Regions from separate parts of the Sus scrofa genome. Here region 1 is linked to region 2. Evidence: chromatin contacts called from public HiChIP or PLAC-seq data. All regions are on one chromosome and are shown on one strand. Each heading gives the region's core, a stretch centred on a gene start, on an enhancer-like site or on the middle of the called end of the contact. The rest is flanking DNA. Distances are from core to core; before and after follow the strand shown.

Evidence for each region. HiChIP or PLAC-seq counts read pairs in DNA pulled down with a chosen protein or histone mark.
Region 1: an H3K27ac HiChIP or PLAC-seq map of skeletal muscle shows a contact between it and region 2. The contact joins two enhancer-like sites. A contact is called at or near these places in 1 of 47 Hi-C or Micro-C datasets (embryonic fibroblasts) and 1 of 2 datasets of contacts at active chromatin or transcription factors (skeletal muscle).

What each region holds. Positions count from the first base shown.
Region 1 is chr2:150,126,552-150,131,211 of Sscrofa11.1, reverse strand. No RefSeq gene overlaps it. Among named protein-coding and RNA genes, the nearest start is that of ADRB2, 95 kb to the right of the region's middle. Within about 2 kb of position 1,616, at least 1 of the 83 cell types and tissues checked has an H3K27ac peak or open chromatin away from gene starts, as enhancers often do. A contact at or near this core is called in skeletal muscle, where this site is marked.
Region 2 is chr2:149,995,092-149,999,168 of Sscrofa11.1, reverse strand. No RefSeq gene overlaps it. Among named protein-coding and RNA genes, the nearest start is that of ADRB2, 37 kb to the left of the region's middle. Within about 2 kb of position 2,583, at least 3 of the 83 cell types and tissues checked have an H3K27ac peak or open chromatin away from gene starts, as enhancers often do. A contact at or near this core is called in skeletal muscle, where this site is marked.

The DNA of each region.
Region 1 (4,660 bases), core at 367-2,866, 130 kb before region 2:
ACCCCGGGGGTTTCGGCTGCCAGGCGGGGCTCTCCTGCAGCACGGCGCTGCGCCCGCACGGAGTTATGGGGCGGCGTGGGAGGATCTGCCCTTTGTTTCTGCCGTTGTCACGAACTGTCACCTGGTCCTCATTTTGTGGATGGGAAACAGGCCTGGAGGGAGGAACGACGGGCAGGACGACCATTAATCTCTAATTAGTTTCCAACCAAATTAGCAAGATCCGCTCTTTTCCCGTAAGTGGAGAGGATTCTGACGGTTGTAGGCTGTTTTCGTCATTAGGATCTAGATTTCTGGAAGGATTGGGGGAGTTTGAATTCGTCTCACATGAACTCGCCCGGCTTTGGTCTGCTTCTCTGATTATTGCCATTACTCTGTGTCTGGTGGTCAGGCTTCTCCAGAGAAACCGTAGCAGTAGGATGTGCATATGGCAGATACATGACAGGTGTGCGTGTGTACACGTAGACAGAACATACACCTGGATTACGTATGCACTTAATTTTTAAAATTATAGTTGATTTGCAGTGTTTGTACTTAGGCCTTTACTGTAAGGAATTAGTTCATGTGACGGTAGAGGTTGCCAAATACCACATCTGCAGGATAGGCCGGCAGATGAGGCCCTAGGAGAGAGCTGCTGGTACTGCCGGGACGCGGAGGAGTCTGGGGGTAGCGTTCGCTCTTCTCTGGGAGAGAACAGTCATTTTCTATTCTGTTCTTGAAGTGACTCGATGAGTTCTGCCCATGTTACGGAGGGTCATGTGATTTACTCAGATCAACTGATTTAAATGTTAATTTACCCTACAAGTACCTTCGCAGCAATATCCAGTTGTGTCTGACCAAATTCCCGGCACGATGGCCTGGCCAAGTTGACGCATGTAACGAATCATCATGCGTATAAGCATGTAATATGTAGGATAACATTAGCTGATATGTACTGACCGTTTATGTGTATTGAGATAATATCAAGAATGTTATCTCACTGAATAACTCCTCCTAATGGTTATAGTGCAGTACTTTACACATAGGCAGAAACAAATGATGGCTTTAAAATTAGGGGGCCATTCAGAATAGAGGTTAAGAAGGAGGTTTTTAGTGTTGGGCAGACCTGAGTTCCAGTTTTAACGCAGCCAGTATCTAACTGGGGCAGATTAGTTAATCTCTCCAAGACTCTGTCCTCATCTGCAAAACAGCGTTAAGAATAGAATTTCCTTCATCAACATAGCAGGAGCTTGGTAAACGTTTATTGGCAAAATGAAGGTTGGAGGAATCTCCAAGATTGCTATGGGAATTCAAGGAGCTAATTTGTCTAAAGCCCGTCGCACAGTTCCTGGCACATTATGAGAACACACGGAATTTAGCTGCCTGTACCATGATTATCTTCCTTCTCGACGGCTGCGTACACAGAGTCATGGCTGCCAGCTGTTAGGATCCACGCAGCAGGACTTGGTGAGGTGTGGCTTCCAGGAAGGTCCTGCCTCTAAAGGCCAGGCCAGAACAGAACAGAAATCTCCCTCACCCGCTCAGAGGCTGGTTTCCCTTACCTCCTTGGCACCGTCTTGGGCGGCCCGTTCTTTGCTGCTCCCAGAACTCCTTTCCCGGAGCTCTGGCTGCAACCGCCTTGGCGGGGAGTGTTGTCCAGGTCACGCGGTCTGGAGCTGGACGAGCGTCCCACGTCTCTGCCAGCACACCCAGCGCCTCGTCTGCAGCGCTGCCCTCAGCCCTGCCACGCGAAGCACCACTCCCTGACCCTCGGTGGAAAAGAGCTGCCTCCTCCTGGGCCACCATCTCCCTGCAGATACTCCCGCTGTCGAAGAGGTGATTGGGCCAGTCATTCTCCTTTATTCTAAGGCAGATACGCTCTTTGTGCTCGGAGGAAAAGGACATCCGGACAGCGCGAAGCAGCGTCGTGTGGCTCGTTCTTCCATCATTCAGAACGTGGTGCGGGGCACTGAAGACTGGAACTCCCAGCTCTGATTCTTACCAGCCGTGTGGTCTTGGGCACATTTCTTGATCTCTCTTATGCCTCAGTTTCTTCATCTGTAAAGTGGGGACCATACTAATGCCTCCTCAGAAAGGTTATTACGATGTTTAAAATCAGCTCATAGGTGGTAAAGCATGTAAGCACCTGCCTGACCCAGAGGCAGTGCTCCGTAAGGAGTAGCCAGTCGTAGCTGTTACTATTGTTGTTATTACTGCAGCTGATTCTTTTTGTTTTAAGCCTATTTTATTTAATTTTTTTTCTTTTGTCCTTTTAGGGCCGCACCTGCAGCATATGGAGGTTCCCAGGCTAGGGGTCGAATTGGAGCTATAGCCACTGGCCTACGCCAGAGCCCCAGCAATGCCAGGTCCGAGCCTCGTCTGCAGCCTACACCACAGCTCATGGCAACGCTGGATCCTGAACCCACTCAGCGAGGCCAGGGATCGAACCTGCAACCTCATGGTTCCTAGTTGGATTCGTTTCTGCTGTGCCACGACCGGAACTCCAGCTACAGCTAATTCTAACTCCACTTTGTGTGGCAGCTCTGCTGGGTGATGGAGGAAGAGCCGTGAACACAAGGCATTCTCTCCTCTCCTTTGTGAAGTTTCTATGCTGTGAGTGGCAGAGAAAAAGAATAAATAGGTGAAGGAGACAGATAAAGCCCATTATGTGCGATTATACGTTGTGTAAGTATCCTAAAGCAAACCAGCAGGAGGCTTTGACAGAGACGCACAGCGAGCTGGGGAGTGACACGTGGGGACACTGGGGACAGGTGACGGAAGGTGTCCCGAGCGGCCAGTATTTAGGCTCAGCGCTGAGGGATGCGAAGGGGAGGAAGCAGGAGCAGTGGGTGTGAGGACCAGCACGCATGGAAGCCTTGAGGCAGAAGGAGCTCGGGTGCTCCTGAGAGTGGGAAATGCCACGTGGCCGGGGGGGAAGCGGGAAGGGCGGCAGGAACTCGTCGGGGCGCTCGCTCCGCGGCAGACGCCCCTCCCTGCACCCACCTGGGGGAGGAGGGACGGGCCTGGAGGGGCCTGGTCACGTCTCCCCGCTCGCTCGTCTTCCCTGGCTTCTGCTGCCGGCAGCACCAGGTCAGATCTCAGCGTGGCCTGTCGCATGCTTCACAGCGTAGCTCCAGGGTGACGTCTCAGTTCTATTTCCTTTTTTGGCCCATCACCTTAAAATTAATTTTTACTTGCATAAGTCACCCAGAAACATCTTTTCTTGTGAAAATTTAAAATTATTCAGGCAACTGCAAGCCCCTGTTCCCGCGTCTTCCCTTCCCCATCTCTACGCCACGTGCTTCCCCGGAGGGCCGCGCTGCGCCGCTTCCCGCGAATCCTTTCGGGCGTCCCTCAAATCGATGCGTTGTGGATCTATCTAGAGAGTGTATAAAAGTGCAGAAAACGTAGAGGAAGTTTTGTGGTTTTAGTAAATAGAACAATTTGTTGAATTGTCCTCATTGCTTGATTGAATAATTCCTGCACAGTCCATTGGCCAGACCGTTGGGAGACTGCACCCAGACCAAGGCCCTGTGCCTGGAGGCCCAGGAGGCGATGGGGTTATAATCTTCCCTCCTGCCTGGAAAGAGGAGGCCTGAAAGGGGTGAGTACTAGAGGTTTATACCACGGAGAGTGATTTTTTAAATGTCCTTTAAAAACTAAACTTTCCTGAAGAAAAATGTGAAGTCATTTTAAAAAGCTAATGAGGAGTTCCCGTCCTGGCGCAGTGGAAACAAATCCGACTAGGAACCATGAGGACGCGGTTTGATCCCGGCCTTGCTCAGTGGGTTAAGGATCCCGCGTTGCTGTGGCTCTGGCGTAGGCCGGCAGCTTGTAGCTCCAATTGGACCCCTAGCCTGGGAACTTCCATATGCATAAGCTCCATATACTTAACAGCAAAAATAGACAAGGTAGGAGAATGTACTTTCCAACCTGAAAGGTCTGTCATCCTGTGCTCCTATGGAGTCGTCTGATTTGGTGACAAAGGCTACAGGCATTGTCCTGCAAAGATGTTCAAGCCCCTGCTGCTGCCAGGTGGCCCCACCCTAGCTTGCCAGATGTCCCCACCCTAGCTTGCCAGATGTCCAGCCTGGAAGGATGCTGACCTCCTGTCCCTTCCCCTCTCTGCTCAGAAAACTCAGTCACCTACCCCTCGGCCTGCGGTCCTCCTCCAGTTAGACCCACCGGCCCTCCCTGGAAAGGCCTGGAGACCTTGGCCCCAGGTGATGGCCTCTTGCTAGTCACCAGCATCCTTCCCACCTAAATCACCTGCAGCTCCTAAGCGTGCGGCATGGGAACATGCTTTGAAGGGGATCGTGTGTCGTTTCGGCAGGGTTCTGTTTCGGGAAGTTTTGGAACGTAGCCAGAATGGGGAGCAGCTGCAAGGGGAGGGGAGAGAGGGTAAAAGTGGAGGAGGGTGGGAGGTGGGGGAGCGAGGGAGAGGTAGGGGGAGGAGGGAGGTGGGGGGGTTGAATCCCTTCTCTCATTCTCAGTTCCGTTTTTTTTTTTTTCTCATTTTTTGTATTTTAAATGGTCACTTTGGACCAATTTCTGACAGATAGCACAAACAAGCAGATTTGCAGGAATTAAAGACGTGAAGACCAAAGCATCCGTTGTAGCACCCACATCCCAACATCTGGAATCCCTTAGCGTGACTGACAATAAAGCATCACACTTGATGCTC
Region 2 (4,077 bases), core at 1,334-3,833:
GTCTGATTTCCAAAGTGAGTCATTTTGTAGCTAGCATTTTGCCTCAGTACGAGTCAGCGGGGGAAGGAGGGAGACCCGTGGCGGGGTCGGGGGTAGGGATGGGACTTCTGCTTTGCATGGAGAGCGGCTCTATAATGGCTCAGTGCTCTTTCACTGGACCGGTTGTTTCCGTCTGTCCTTACTTCCGGCGTTTCCATGTTTCCAGCTCCTTACTCCTCATGAGCTTGCTCTTGGAACAATCTTGCTGTGTGCCCTTGGCCTGGTCTCCTCCCCTCTCTGGGCCTTATTCATACCTGTTAAGTGGTAGGATTGTACCTGATATCCCTGAGGTTCGTTCTTCTTTGGCATTCGGACCCTCTGGGAGGGAAGGTGGAGACTCAGGTAGGTTCTTCCTGTGCCTGGGAGAAAGCATGACACGGTCATGACGCCCATCTTTTCCTGGATCTGGACACATCATCCTGTACTTGGTGCCTGGCTCCCAGGGCACCTCATGCCAGACAGTTGTTTTCCATCCTGCCTACAGCTCTGCCATTCTCCTGGTATGAGGAAAACGGTGCTGGCGCTGGGGAGATGGAGAACTGTCAAGGGTCCAATGCCCCCAAGGGTCCTTTACTCTCCCGAGGTCCTGGATGACAGCTCAGGAGCCAGAGGGATGGCTTCATCCCCAAACAAAACAAAACCATTGGTCAGGAGTCCCTTCTCATGTATGGCTGGTTGTTGTGGTTACCAAACAAAAAGAAGGACATACATGGAATTGCATTTTCTTCTCTCTCTCTCTCTCTCGCTCAAGTTTTTAATAGTGAGGTGGGGCCATTGTGGGATTAGCTTAGCGCTGTGAGTCACTGGGCATGTTTCTATTTGTCTGGCATTTATTATTATTATTATTGGAGTACGTGGTGCCCTGTGAATACGGAGCCCTACCGGCACCACTTCTGCTCCTCCGGATGGCCCCTCTGTTCCTATATGCATCGCAAGCATGACGAGAAAGGCCCATGTAGACAGACAGCAATGGAAGGCACCGCCTGCTGAAGTCAGGTCAGAATTCTGCACACCTGACAAGCTGTCAGGCTTAGAATAGTTGGGAAAAATGGGGGAATTTTCAGAAAGCGGCAAGTGGAGAGAACACTGAATTGGGAACCAGGAGTTTAAGCTCAGCTATTGACCACGATATAAATTTGGGACAATGATTTTGCTACTTTAAAAGAGCAGGGTGATTGGGACAGATAAAGAGAATAAAGTTCATCGAGTTTGCCAGACCCCGTTTACTGGTGGTTGCTGTCTGCCGTGGCATGCCGAGAATTACGGGGCGTGATTTGGGCTCTGAGGAGGAAGACCCCGGGGGAGAGGGACAGCCCTGGGGCTCTGTCCAGAGAGCTGGGTTCAGCTTAGCACCGTCTCCCACTGACTCCAGGGACAGGCGTGTCAGGGGAGGGAATGTCTGCCACTCAGGCGCTAGATGACCTCTCAAGGCCCATTTAGCTCCATAATTGGAAATTAAAGAAGAAAAACGTATCCCCAGTCTGTCACCACTTCCATTTTCTCAGTGGGACTTGATCACCAGGGCATCTAATGGTCAAATACAGCTGCATTACTGGAAAACTGCGTGTCTCTGGGATTTTGTTATGTGCACAGCACACATTAGACCTGATGAAAAGTGCCAAATAAGAACTGTAAGAACTTCAGGTCATTGTTAGGGAGGTGTCCCCTAGCATTCTCTGGGGGACTGAGCATAGGATGGATGAACAGTGCGTGCAGTTTTAGAAAAAAGTTGTGTTCCCAGGACTTACTGATTTTGTAGTACACACTGCAAAAAACAACCTCCCCGTCCCCCAACCCCTTTCAAATCTTGGCTCATGTTTGGGTCATGTGTTTAGAAGGGATAAGAAATATTACCAGTCATAAAGTTGAGGCAGCTTTTTGAGAAGAATAAACGATGTTTGGATGCAGAGATGGGGAGCTGGCTTGACAGAAAGTGATGTAGGAGTCTTTGGTAAACACAAGCTCTAATAAACCAACTAAATTTTTGGGCTGCTGAAAAGCTGAGCTAATCTTCAGCAAAATTAATAGAAGTACAATGAGTATAAAATTTCTCCATACTCTAGCCTAGCAGGTCCACATATGGGCAGTTGCATTCAAAATTGAGCATCGCATGATCGGGATGGCGAGGTCTTGGGAACTCTGTGTGGTTATGCACGCGTGGAAAGGCAGGGAGAAGAGAGCGGGGCAACCAGGGTTTTCCTAGGGTTCATTCTGGGTGAGTCCTGTCTCAGATGTCACAGCTCAGTCGCATGTCCTCCTGCTGTAGTTGGGATTTCTCCATAGCGACACAGGCTGGGCTTTCTGGGAAAAGAGGCTCTTAGGACGGAGATGTGTTTGGAGTGCTGTTCGGAGCAACATCCGTGGAGGAGTGAGGGAAGCGGGGCTGAGTGGAGGGAAGAGGTGGGCTGCACTTTCACAGCAGAGGCCTCGCCCACCAGGGGGGTCCTCGCCCTGGGGGAGCTCTTCACAGCTGTCAGCACTGGAGGAGCCAGGGCCTGATTCGTTGGCTGTGGCCTAACTGCACCTGAGAGGGTATAACCACGCTCAAGGCTGCTCCCTTTGCCCAGTGGAAAGACTTGACTGTGAGCTTCCAGCCGGCAGCACTCGTGGTGTCTGGGAGGATAAATGCAGTGTATCCACCCTGGATCTCCTGGCACACCTGGCAGCTCGTCACAGCACCCGCTCCAGTGAGGCCAGAGGCACAGCCCCCAGGAGCCCTAGATTTCTGTTTTCCTAGCCCTGTGACTGCAGAGAGAAATGGGTCTCAATTCTGACTTTAGTTGAGACTTTTAAAAGTCTTGGAGAGGTACTCTTACTGGGTGGGCTTGGGTCACCAACTCTGGCCCAAGGTTGAGGAATTATGATCGACTGATTCGGAATCTGGTGAACTGTTAGGGCGAAGTGATGGAACTGGTTATCAGAAGAAAGAGTGCCAGCACTACCCGGGGGCAGCCTTACCTGTCATGGGCGTGAAGGAGCTCATTGGTTCTGCATAGCATGAAAAGGCGCAAAGAATGGATTCAGCTCCATGGAAAGTTAATTCTCTTTTAGTAATTGAAAATGCTTTCTGTGGGGGGAAGAAATCTCCTAACTGGGAATATTCCAGAAAAAGCCATGTATCTTTCCAGTACTCTATAGAGAAATTTTGTGTATTTGGATCAGATCAGAATTAAATGGACAGCTTTAAAATGATACTAATTGCTGGACTCTGTTATTAGAAATTCTGATTCAGTAGGTCTGGGGTGAAGAGTCCATTCGAGGACTCAGTATGTTTTAAAATCTTCCCATTTAGTTTTCATATGCTGCTAGGTTTGGAAACCCCAGAACATGAAGCAGATATTTGCAGAACTGCTCTAATTAAATTGTGTGTTTGAAGCTCCAGAGGGAAGTGTGGGAGGTCGGCAGAGACAAGGAGGGACGGAGTTTACTTGTCCACCCTGTCACTCTGCTCTCCCTAAGGTGATGTCTAAGCCATCTATGTGGGCCAGAATTTAAAATCCACTAAAGTGGACTAAGATTTTAGACCATCTTCCAGCTCTAAGAACTCATTGACTCCATGGATATTCCAGGTAAAATAAAGCAATAACTTTGATCACTGCTCTTTACTGTTTTACGTATTTGTGTGCAGTTCTGAGTGGAAACTTAATTGGTGAGAAGAAGTTTATTAGATATGTCTTATGCTTCTTCAGACTTGCCTAAGAGACAACTAATCGAGGGCTCAAGAGTAAAGAAAGAATTCAGTTACCTTTGAAAGCTCTAGGGTCATGGCCAGTCTCTTCTGATTCAGCAGAGGAGATAAATTAAGAGTGACCAGAGATATTCTTCCTTCCTTAGAAAAAGTGCGTGCTTACATAATACTTTTGTATTTTGTAGGGGATTAAAAAAAATATTTTTTGAAGGTATTAAGCTATTAACCCCTTGTCTTTGATTTCTCCCTGTCATTATCCTGATGCAAATGGAAATTTTATTCAGTTTATGCGATCTATTGTTTTATTTTTTCCACTTGGCATTATTTTATATACACATGTTCATGGCCCT